Regions from separate parts of the Zea mays genome. Here region 1 is linked to region 2. Evidence: chromatin contacts called from public Hi-C data. All regions are on one chromosome and are shown on one strand. The core of a region is the stretch at or near the end of the contact, and the rest is flanking DNA. Distances in the headings are between cores, read along the strand shown.

Region 1 (6,588 bases), core at 1,642-4,141, 570 kb before region 2:
ACCTGTCTAGCAAAGGCCAGAGTAATTAAATGCCTAGTACATAAAATTTGACATGCTAAAACATAAAAATTGAGATACCATGTCATGCATCCTTGAGTCTCATGATCATTGTTCATCTCATCAAGCACCTAGATGAAATTCTTATGTTTTAGGCAAGGCAATACTACTCTGCCTAACACCAGTATCACTTTTTTACGTGTTACCGATTTAATCTATCAGGAATTCAAACAAATTCAAAAATAGAAATAAATAAACTCTAAGATTTGTACATTGTGAATCATAGAGAGAAACCTACATAGCGCTTGTTACTGAGGGATTATTTACCGAAAAGTAAGGACATAAAGGTAAGAGAAACAATGTCACAGTATGACAGTAATACTTATAACAACATACAAAGCAATAAAATGGCAGGTGCCGAGAAAGTTCAAGTTCCCATGTAACGACCTACTAAAGAACAGAAGATTCTGTCAAACCTTATCAAAGTCATCACCACCAAGGTGTGTATCACCTGATGTGGAAAGCACCTCAAACACACCATCTCCAACTTCCAATACTGCAGAACGGCTTTACTTTAGTTATAATGTGAGCATAAACATCTTAAAAAACATTTAGAACATGATAGTAAGACACTGGCAGAGAATGCCACTCTCATTAAGAAAAATATAAATGGAACATGTTCATCCACATGATCCCACATGATCGAAGGAAAACAAAAACACCTGGTTCAAAGAGTTAAGCAACATAAAGTACCACTAATGTTCCTGGGACATCATTTGACACGTTATAGCTCAAACTGAGCAAAAACAGAGTAAGAGTTGCACTAATATTACTGAAAACCCATTTGAGACCTCACAAGTCAATCAGGGCAAAATGAAACAAATGTTGAGCAATTCATACAGCTGAATAAATATTCAGCACATAGTTCTGAACCAATTGAAAGCAAAAGGTTTATCTCAATGATATGAGATGATTATTATCCGTATGATTCAGAAGTAAAGCAATAATAAACAAAGAAAGAATTAGGTGGAACACTTGCTTACCAGAGACATCAAAGGTACCACCTCCCAAATCAAACACTAGAATTGTTTCATTATTTTTCTTCTCGAACCCATAGGCCAATGATGCAGCAGTTGGTTCATTTATAATACGGAGAACTTCCAGTCCTGCAATGCGGCCAGCATCTTTAGTTGCTGTCCTTTGTGAATCATTGAAGTATGCTGGTACTGTAACCACTGCTTTTGTAATTTTCTCATTAAGAAACTTAGATGCATCATCCACCAACTTCCTCAAAACCTGTTCGGATAATAAACCAAGATAAGTCAAATGTACAACTTACTTTTTTTTTATCGAAAGCGCAGGGGAACTGCGCCTTAAATATATTAAGAAGAAGATAATAAGGTCTAAAATAGCACATCTACTGGACTCCAAGGGCCTCTCCTGGACTTTGGGAAGAAGGAGAGGCCCTTGGCTCCAGCTAATTCCCAATGTACAACTTACTACAAAAGTAAAATGATAAGTATAGCACATCTACTGGACTGGTAGCTAGTAGCAACTCAAAAGTAGTTCTATACAGATGATAGTGTGCCATATTCTTATACATTCAAAAACTCACTCCCCCAGGTCATAAGTACATAAGAACACAAATGACCAACTGCGTAACTGAAGCAAAGAAATTTCAAGCAAACCACAATGTTGATAGAAATCATATCACAATGCCATTTGTTTTCAAGCTGAAATCAAAATACATAAACCCAGTTTGGTGCACCCAGAATTTTACATATGCAGCCTTCTGGGGAAAAAATCCATGCATTCAAAACTGGCACTAACTCTCCAAAGAATCAGAACAGTATAGCATTACCAAATATTCTAACACAGACTGGGTGCCTAGTAACACAAAAACAACTTACTTTAAATTCACTCAGTGTTTATGTGGCAAAATACACCTTTTACCTCAAACGCAATGTAACCACTTGCATTACAAAAAGCATCCATCTGGATCTGGTGTACCTTAACAAATGATTTGCCAGGTCCAGGAGCTATTCTCTAGTAAAACTGCAATTGAATGACAACAAGAGTAGCATTTACCCATATCCTCAGAACTCTAATTTCTGTACAAGTCGTCCCATGAAAAAAATACAGTAAAAGTAAAATGCATATCCACCAGCTGAGAGTAGAAAACCTATCTAACATAACAAGTTACCTGCGCAGAGATCTCCTCGGCAGCAAACTGTTTGCCAATAGCGGGGCAGTCGAGTTTGACGTTGCCGTTGTCGTCTTTGACAACGCCGTACGAGACCTGCTTGGCCTCGTCGTCGACCTCAGACATCTTGCGGCCGATGAAGCGCTTGACAGAGAAGAAGGTGTTCTCGGGGTTCACGACCGCCTGGCGCTTAGCGATCTGCCCCACCAGGCGCTCCCCTGTCTTGGTGTACGCCACTACGGAGGGAGTCGTGCGCGCACCCTCAGCGTTGGTGACGACGGTCGGCTTGCCGCCCTCCATGGCGGCGACCGCGGAGTTGGTGGTGCCCAGGTCGATCCCCACCACCTTCTCGCACGTGACCCGCAGCGCGGAGCCCCCGCGGACCCCGCGAGAGGGCGCGCGCATCTGCACCGCCGCCAACCGCCGGCCCACGAAGAGGGAGCTCGACGGAATGGCGCCCCCGGGGCCGCTCCGCCGCCGGTAGCCGAGGAAGGGCGAGGCTCCGCCCGCTGCCGCAGCGCCGACCTGGGAGCAGGTGAAGGAGGCCATGGCTCGCGCTCGTGCCGGGGGAACTCTAACCCTATCCAAGGAGGGGGTTGACGAGGTGAGGTGGGGACTGGGGGGAGCGGCGGAGGGGAGGAGGGGCGAGGGGATAAGACGGGGAAGGAGGAGGGACGGAGGGAGGAAAGTTTATACTGGCTAGACGCTGACGTGTGGGGCCTGCCGCTAGGAAGTTGGCATGCACTGCGGGTCGCGACGGCGGAGGCCGTGGAGACAGCGTGAGGTTTTGAACAACTGGGGTTTGCCGTTTGCACTTAGTCCAAATTTCTTTTGCATTTTAGCCATTTTTCCAAAAAAAAATAATCATGTTTAGATCCTGACGTCTTAATTTTTTTTTAATTTGCTCGGCGCCGTAGTCTATAGCGCCGAGATAATACTGATCAGCGCCACAGTCTATAGCGCTAAGATACGTGACTCATTGACTAGTGAGGGCTGATGCGATGTTTTCGTGGAGCCGACGTGGCAGCTATCTCGGCGCCACAGATCTTGACGTCGAGCTAGTATTTAAACGCCGGGGCAGTTTCTCTTTCTCCATTATCTCCCTAACCTCTCTCACTGAACCGATGGAGCCCCGCCGCCGCCCAAGCCCGCTGCTCCCCCCGTCGTCACTCGAGCCCCGCTCCACGCCGGCCTGCCGCCCGCGCCACAATGTCGTTGTGCCGCCCTCGCGCCGCCCGCGCCAACGAGGTGCTCCCTCGCCGGACCGCCACCGCCTGGCCTGCTCCTCCCGTGCCCCGCTAGGCCTGCTCGCCGGACAGTCGTCGCCTCCCATGCACCGCCATCGCCGGTAAGCACACCACTCCGGACCGCCACCTCCTGCATCGGTAGTTTAGTAATTAGTTAGTATTTCTTTAGTGTTTAGGGTTTAGTAATTAGTTAGTATTTACTTAGTTTAGTGGTTAGTTAGTATTTAGTGTTTAGTATTTTAGTATTTAGTTAGCATTTAGTATATCTTTAGTTTGTAGTTAGTTAGTATTTCTTTAGTTTGCAGTATTTAGTTAGCATTTAGTTACTATATATTTCTTTAGTTTGTAGTTAGTTAGTATTTAGTAATTTAGTATTAGTTAGCACATGTTCACTTGGTTTAATGTATAGTTAGTTACCTATTTACTTGTTAGTATATGTAGTTAGCTAGCTATTTAGTTGTTAGTATATAGTTAGCTATTACTTGTGAGTATATTTAGTGAATGTTCTTGTATATGTCTGTCATAGTGTTGTTATCTCAATTGTAGAGTGTGCATGTCAGCCATCGTGTTGTTCGTTTCTCTGCAGGTTTCAGAAACCTCATTGTATAGGGAAGGTGATGCCGGATTTATTACTTGGAGTAATATGTTTTTTTGTAGATACGAGACCATCAGGCTCCACCTCCGCCATCGGTAGCTTGTCTCCACTGGAACCTCAGGTATACCCTATTTTCGCACAGTATTCTTTAATTATATTACTCTGTTTGATGTGGTTAGTTATTAGTTAGTATATAGTTATTAGTTAGTATGTAGTTATTACTTGATTATTACTTATTAAGTATTTAGGAATTAGTATATTAGTAGATGAGATTAGTAATTAGTTAGGCATTAGTTGATAGTGTAAGTCAGGTACCATATTTAATGGTTATTGAGTTATGAATTCGTTTTTGTGGTTAGTTATTAGTTAGTATATAGTTATTAGTTAGTATGTAGTTATTACTTGATTATTACTTATTAAGTATTTAGGAATTAGTATATTAGTAGATGAGATTAGTAATTAGTTAGGCATTAGTTGATAGTGTAAGTCAGGTACCATATTTAATGGTTATTGAGTTATGAATTCGTTTTTGCAATAGATGAACGTCCTAATAACATTATACCATGGAGGAAATGTGGAGAAAAATGTTTATGGGAATCTTAGTTTTGATGGAATGAAGAAGGTAATGGTGATGTCTGCGATATAGTTCCTGGCGCATCCAATCTCTGCAAATATATTGAGACAAATAAGTTATCATAGACAAGATAAATACAATGTACAAGCAAAACCAACACGCCTTTTTCGCACTCACTTGCACTCAGATGATCAGTAAGATTCCCCAACATCTATTTCTTGGCTCTAGTCGCCTCCATTTCCCTTGCCTCTTGTGCTCTCTTCTCGTTTGCCGCCTTCAAACTCCTACGCTCAACACGCATCGGGCTGCCATAACCCAGCGATTCCACGAACCTACGCATCTCCTGTCTGTGATCTTTAATGTAGGAATCAACAAGCTGAGATCCACAACGCATCTTCTATCCCATGAGTCACTTTGACTTTATTGTATGCATCACCTCTTATTTCTCGGCGTATCTCTCCCAGCTGCATTTCCTCATCTCCTACACAAAAACAATAAGTAAGGACGGATACAACAGTACAGCTCATGCAATCAAAAACAAATATCAACCTCATCGTAATCTACCATATCCACAAAAATAACCCACACTAAGCTCAAAACGAACTAGTCCATACTTAGCTTCAATACCACATTTACAGAGTATAGGATTGGACTTCCACTCTTCTGCCCCACTCATTTTTTTCTTCTCCTTTGCCTCTAGCTCAGGCCAGTTGGACCTTAGCCCATACAACCACTCTCTGAAAATACACTTACGTCCATTGTATGGCTGCAGGAGAATAAATTAGTAAATTTGTGCAAAAACTAACATAATTTTGGACATTTGTTATGCACTTACATAATTACTGTTGGGACACACGAAGTACTTCACGGTGTCCTCACATACCACAACACGATCTCCACAATCACACCAAGGCAGAGACTCCAGTCGTCTTTCTGTGGCTAAGTTCTTCTCCTCATCCATCATTGGTGGCGGGTTTGGGGGAGGAGGCACCCAACACTTAAAACGCTCATGTGTATTCCTTCCGCACAACCAATTAGCGAAAAGGAGATATCGATGGTCAAACTTATCAGGACCATCGATCCACTGGAAAAAATACCTCAAGTGATCCTACAGGAATGGAACGAAGCATTAGTACACATCTAGTAAACATCAATAACACATAAGTCATAAGCTATGTACATTAAAACCGCCACAAGTGTATAAGCAGCGAGCAGCCGTGTCTGGATGTTTGGATTGACATACTTAAGTCGGTATGCCATAGTCACAATTAGGCACATGAAGATCATGAGGAACATGAGCATCCTTACAAGATGCATCTGGATATAACTCCCGAGGACGACCTCTATTCTGCCACAATGACTCCTGATACATGTCTTTCATCTAAGAAACAATTATACCTTAACACAACTATATAGAAATAGCAAAAATGATTTTAACTTACCAATACCATGGTACTCATAGTTTCCAAACCCTAAAGATTTTATAAACCCATGATTCACAAACTATCTAACAAACTGTAGTCATCATATCAACCATATATCCTAGGAATCATAATTAATAGCAATATGCACACCAATCAAAACTAATTAACCGAAACCATACAATGCAATATACGTAACAAATGAATCAGTGAGACACCATACCTTGGTCTTCAAGATATAAGGATCAAATTAAAGTTTTCCATCTCGAATACGAAGATTGGAGCACCTCTCGGTAGTATGGATGAAGATGGAAACGAGGGAAACAAGTGGTCGGGTGTAGCTCTCGGCCAGGAAATCTCCGATTTATAGGACTTTCCAGCTCGGCGCCAAGATCTATGGCACCGAGCTAGGTGACATGTGAGCATCGTGTTAGCCCTCACCAGCCAGCTAGTCACGTCCCTCTGCGCCACAAACTGTGGCACCAAGCAGTGTTATCTCGGTGCCATGGCCTACGACGCCGAGCAAAGGGTCCAAAAACGAAATTAAGTCG
Region 2 (6,195 bases), core at 1,652-4,151:
GCCGACGACTATGACCTCACTCTAGTGAGATTCAAACATGTATAATGACTTCATTAGTGCTGGGTGGCAGGGCTCCTCTACTTTTATACGGGAAAGGCATGGGTAACACGCTGACTCTTGGGAGAATTGGGGCGGTTGGCAAGTTTCCATTAGGGGGAGGAGGGGGGAATCTGGCTTGATCGCAAATTATGGTAGGAGACGACAACTACTAACATGTGGGGCACCTAGTGTGCGATCGCAGTTGTGAGACCGAGATGACAATGTGCTAATGTGCAAGAGGCGCTATCATGTGAGGCCTTAGCAATGAAGGCGTGAGGCGTGTGAGGTATGTGGGCCAAGGGCAAGAGCGAGCAAAGCACTTGGTGGGCTCGCATCTCTAGGGGTAGAGGAAAACAAATGGCACCTAGTGGCTTGAACCAAGGAAATAAGACTGAGGAGCGAGGAGACAACTCAGGGGAGAGGAGTGGGGAAGGCCTCGAGCCAAAATAAGAAAGGGGAGATTTCCCCTCCCATTTTATTTTCTATTTCCAAATCCCTTTTTAAAACCAATTAAAAAAATCTAATTAAATTTAAACCTAAATCACACAGTACAAAGATTAAATACATCAACATGTTGACTAATAACTAATTTGAATCATTTTGTATTGTTAATTTTAATCATTTTGATGTAGCTAAATAACATATGCTAATTTGAATCATTTTGAGCCCCACCAAACCTCTAGCTGATTCAAACCTGCCATTAAATTCTTAATCCCCGATTAAAGTAAAATCTCTCCTTTAATAACCCTCAACTCGAGCAAAAGATTGTTATTTTGTTATGTGTTCTCATTTTATTAATCTGCTTATTTACACTTGTCGGTATTTCGTATCTCGCTCCGAAAAGTAAATTTATTATGCATGTTTCAGGCTCTAGAGGGTGTGCGCGGAGGGCGCAAGATTTATATTGTTTCGGGCAGAACGTTTCTACATTCAGTCATTGGTGGCTTGCGCTACCGGCACGATCAAACTCGCAGTAGGGGTTACAAATAGTTGAGAGAGGGAGGAGATGCTCTAGATCGGGGTGGAAGTGGAGCTTAGAAGCTGAGAGGTGGAGTCATAGCTAAGTCTTGGCTTGGCGGGGCTCTGGCCTCCTGGTCCTCGTCGGCACTCCTGCCCTAGTTCGTCCTTATGGGCTCGTCTCCGTCTGTTGATCGGTCTATCGATCTCTCCACCCATCTCCCTTGCCTCGAGGTCAGCCTCTCCCTTTTATAGGTTAGGGCAAGAGTCAGCCACATGTGGCTTCCCTGGGAAGGAGCCATAAGGCAAGGGGTAAAACCAGTGTTTTACCTCGGGTGAGTCCACGCGTACTCGTGTGGTCCGGGGCTGCCTGGCTACCGCGTATTTATCGCGGGGCGACGATGGTCCCATGCACCATCATTCCGGCTACGCCGACCCAGGCTTCTGTTGCCTGGGGCTCGATGTAGTCGTCGTGTAGTGTCCTGCGGTAGGTCTGCACACTCAGGCCTAGTTCGATAGGCCATAAGTGCGCTGTAGTCCGAGGGCACACGAGCCATTAATGTGCCACAGTCCCGGGGCTCGTAGGTCATGAGTGCTATGCGACTGAGGGGGTCCGTAGGTCATGAGTGAGAAGCGGACCGGTGTCACGCTGTGGCTCGGTGCCAGGCATGGTTAATGCGACTAGTCATTTATGGCGGGTCAGTCCGGGGCCGAGCGCGAGATCCACTCGAGTGGTTCCCTTCCGACTCGTCTGTCCTCCCTCGTCAGGCTCCGCCACGCCTGCCCCCAGGCTCGGGGTCACGTGGTTCGACCGGGGGCGAGTCCTTCTAGGGTTTGCGCACCTATCTCTTACAACTGACTAACGGGCCCAGCGATCAGGGGCTCTTCCCATAGCACCCTCACTGACCAGCGGGTCCCAGGGACCAGGATCATTTCCCCGACAACACTAGATCTGAGCATGGACCATCCGACATGACCCGCCCAATGCAATGGACATACACCATAGTTTTCGACACAATAATCCACAGGCTAGGCACTAGCCAATCTGAACCAACTCGAAAAAACCTGACCCAATATGTCTAACGGGGAGGCACATGTCAATTCGATCGGACTCGATATCATGTACAAGTCAGTCGCGAGTCGTGCCTAAGTCTGTCCGCACTCATGTAACCCAAAATTTATACCACTAAAAAATATTCTATCATAGTCAGCGAAATTCTATACCCCATCACACAATTCTCTACGTCACATTCACCTAAATCTCTATCCTATACCAACTACCATATATTCTACTCCCTCCATTTCAAAATAATAGTCATTTTAGGTCTTTATGTTTATGTCTATATTGAAATAGATAAAGATTAACCTATACACATGTAAAACACATACATCAATTATTTTATAAACCCACTAATAATCTAAAATAAATTTTAATTTAGGACATAGGGAGGGAGTATTATTTATTTTCACCTCTCCTATCCATACCCAACCGTCTTCTACGGTCCTGTCTAGGTCACAGTGTCACACTGCTATGGATTCATATTCAGTATTTGAGATTCTCTCATCTATCTGCAAGCTAGTTTTTCAGTGCATCGATGCAACATATTTTTATTTTATTATATATTCACCCTATAGGTTTAGAATTGTCTTCAGGTATGTGACTGAGGATAGCCTGATAACTTATGACCCGACCTGACTCAATTTGAACTCGATCTGACATTTGAGCATGTCTAACTTTACACTAAGGTCGCGCCTTTCCCGTTCGAAACGTCCAAACCAAACTTCATTTTTCAGTTTCGCCAAAATCCAAATCCCGTTGCGTACTTGCGTGCGTGAGCGTTTTTCCATCGGTACCAACCCCAGCACAGTGACGAAAAGGCCCAACAACCCCCCGACCCGTCACCTGACCCAGCCGATCGAGAATACCCGGAAGGCCGGAACCCACCTGCTGCGCACCTGCAAGCCTCGAGTGGAGCTCTTCCACGGCCGCGGTGGAGATGGCGGCGAATCTGGAGGACGTGCCGTCACTGGATCTGATGCACGAGCTGCTCCGCCGCATGAAGTGCAGCTCCAAGCCCGACAAGCGCCTCATCCTCATCGGTAAAGGAGACCCCTCCCCTTGCCCCTTCTTCCTCCTCGTTGCTGGCGTTCGGTGGATCCCTGTCTCGGTTCCTGGTGCCGCGGGGACGGAGAAATCGCTGCTTGCCGCCGTTGGTGCTCTGGATCCGCCGAAAGTTTTCGGGCCTGTTTGGTTTGTGGCTAACTATGCCACACTTTGCCTAAGGTTAGTCGTTCGAATTGAAGAACTAACCTTAGGCACATAAGTTAGGCAAATTGTGGCAAGTTAGGCAGCGAACCAAACATGCCCTTCACCTTTCCCTTGAAATCTTGGCTATTCCCTATTTCTCATCCTGCATTTGTGGCCAAGAAATATGGCTTTGTTCTCAGAGTGGATTGTCTACAGATTTCTAACGTACGGAACGATTCACTAGTTGAATACCAAGATAAATTAATCATGCGCTAGTCGAGTAGCCCTGTGCTGTTCGGTTTTGGTGTTCTTATCATAAATTTATAATTCTTTAAGGATTATCAAAATTAGAAGTCAGATAATCTTAGTCAGCTTGACCTGATGTGGAAGCCTTCTCTTCATGACATTAAGACGGGGGCGTCCCATCGTGTAGGCAAGTAACGATGATACTCTGCCATGCCACTTTTTTTTTTGACTTTTCATTGGTTCCGAGTATGTATTGTCGTCCATATTTCTGCAATACTGAGGTGAACTCCCTTATGCAATTTGTTTTTAGTTTTTGCTGCTAATGATTGCTGCATTTACACCGCAAAAAACTGATCTGCATTAACAAAATGGTACTAAACTGTGTCGTTCAAGACAAGTAAATTGAAACAACTGCTGTCTGCTATATGGTTTCTTGCTTTTCATTATGGCCTTGTTTGTTGTTATGCTATTTGGTTCGATATGTTTTGTGGTACTGGTAGTCAGGATGAAAGAGGGCAGTACTGTGAAGGGAGATATAAGGTCATGGTGCTTTTTGTGGAGAGTAATAAACATAACACTTTTATAATCTTTTCTTTCCTCATTCATGACTTTTTTATTTTTATTTCTATTATATAGTGCTCTCGATTTTGGAGAATTTGACACCTCTTCTACAAATCTTGTAGGTCCACCTGGCTCTGGAAAGGGAACTCAGTCTCCTATTATCAAGGATGAATATTGCTTGTGCCATTTAGCCACTGGTGACATGCTGAGGGCTGCTGTGGCGGCCAAGACACCTCTAGGTATCAAAGCTAAAGAAGCTATGAATAAGGTAGTATTAGCAGACCAAAACATATAGTAAAATGCTAACCAGAATAAAAAGCTTCTTGTAACTCCATTCCGTGCTGCCTTCCTCTTTTAGGGAGAGCTTGTTTCAGATGATTTGGTTGTGGGCATTATTGATGAAGCTATGAAGAAACCCTCATGCCAGAAAGGTTTCATTCTTGATGGCTTTCCTAGAACTGTGACTCAAGCACAGAAGGTCAGATACTTGCTCGATGCATCAGCATGAACAAACATTCCTATATCATATTGTTATAGATTCTGTATTTGATTTAGTATAATTTGCCGTTGCTGTTTTTTTGAACATCCTGTACAGCTTGATGAGATGTTGGCAAAGCAAGGTGCCAATGTTGACAAAGTCCTGAACTTTGCAATTGATGATGCTGTATTGGAAGAACGGATTACTGGTCGTTGGATCCACTCAGCCAGTGGTAGGACTTACCACTCAAAATTTGCACCTCCAAAGTCTCCAGGAGTTGATGATGTAAGTCGAGTACAGAACATTTAATTAAGCTGCTTATTTTTATGTTTCCACGATCTTATTTATATGATTACTATTTTCTTCTAGACTTAGTGTGGATCGACTCATTATTTTAGTGTGTAAGTTGTTCAAGTTTCCCAATCAGCTTCTTGTGGCATAAGTTTTTCAACCAGTTAATGACATCTTGACATTTATGGCTGGGTGAATATGCTATCAATGCTTTTTTGGGACAGCAATACCGGCACAGATGTGATTAGATAAATGTCAGTTGCTAGATAAGGTTGTTAGAGAGATTAAGGGGCTTATCCCCTCTATTTGTGATGAGTTGCTTCCTATCGGAGGGAACTACGTGGCTTCCTTGGCCATGGGTGACAATAGCCGTTCTCGTCGATCCCCCGATCTCTCCCTCAATCCAAGGCTTTGCTAACCTCCACTCTCAGTTCTCATAAACATTCTAGCTGTATCAATTTGGTATCAGAGCCCCCCCCCCCCCCGGGGCATCACCAATGTTTGACCTTGGCTCTGAACCCGAGGACCTGTCCATTACGGAGTAGCTGCGCCTCATCCTTGACCAACAAACCAAATTGTTCATGCAAATCACGATGATCAATGGCTGGCTTGCACGCATGGAGATTACTTTAGACGATTCCACCTCAAGGACCCCTATCCCAGACGGTAGCGACATCCCTACCGGTAGCCACAGTGGGTAGCGAAGGTACTGGGCTTAGCGACAGGACTGGTGTCAGATTTCCAAGCTCTGGTGGCGGCGGTGGCATGTGTGATATCCTAGCCCCAGTGGATAGTGATATCCTGGCCCAAGGCTTAATAGAATTAATAGAGTATTCATAGCAACAAGGTGCATCTTCTTTTTTGGAAGCCTGTCTCGAAAGAACCTCTGGGTTAAGCGTGCTTGGCCCAAAGCAATTTTGTGATGAATGACCGACTAGAAAGTCTTCTCGGTTGCACATGAGTGAGAACAAAGTGTGCACAAAAGATTTGTGTTGGTATGTGGGGATGGTCTATGATCCTAGAGGGCTGCCAGGAGTGAGTACCGCTGGTCTGGGAGTGGACGGAGTGTTACAACATGGATGGTAGTGGTAGTCACGATTTCCATGGCTGCAACGGCTCCAACGACGGCGGCGCCCAACGGCCGAAGCTCGCGTTTCTACGATACAACGTCGACGCCAGCCCACTCCCTTGGATTAACAAGTGTGGGATATATTTTCGGGGGATGTGAACGCTGACGGAAGACAAGATGTGGATCACATCGCTTCACCTCGACGACACGTCGGTAGACTGGTTCTTTGCCCTAGAACGTGGTGTCGGGGTGGTTTCCTAGCCTCGTTTCGCCCAATATGTTGTTCGTAGCTTCGGCCTCCACTGC

Evidence for each region. A called contact is a pair of places that touch in the nucleus more often than the background predicts.
Region 1: a contact with region 2 is called in a Hi-C map of leaf, with 6 times the contacts expected there. The contact joins the promoter of LOC103650436 here to the promoter of LOC100384174 in region 2. A contact is called at or near these places in 3 of 25 Hi-C or Micro-C datasets (ear, leaf and tassel).

The regions. Positions count from the first base shown.
Region 1 is chr3:99,945,639-99,952,226 of Zm-B73-REFERENCE-NAM-5.0, reverse strand. LOC103650436 (stromal 70 kDa heat shock-related protein, chloroplastic-like) reads right to left here and starts at 2,891. Exons shown (of 8, transcript NM_001367263.1): 1 at 2,201-2,891; 2 at 1,041-1,293; 3 at 474-553. The coding sequence starts at 2,749.
Region 2 is chr3:99,377,560-99,383,754 of Zm-B73-REFERENCE-NAM-5.0, reverse strand. It overlaps LOC100384174, which reads left to right and starts at 2,901. Exons shown (of 6, transcript NM_001176751.1): 1 at 2,901-3,096; 2 at 4,174-4,319; 3 at 4,410-4,529; 4 at 4,647-4,814. The coding sequence starts at 2,994.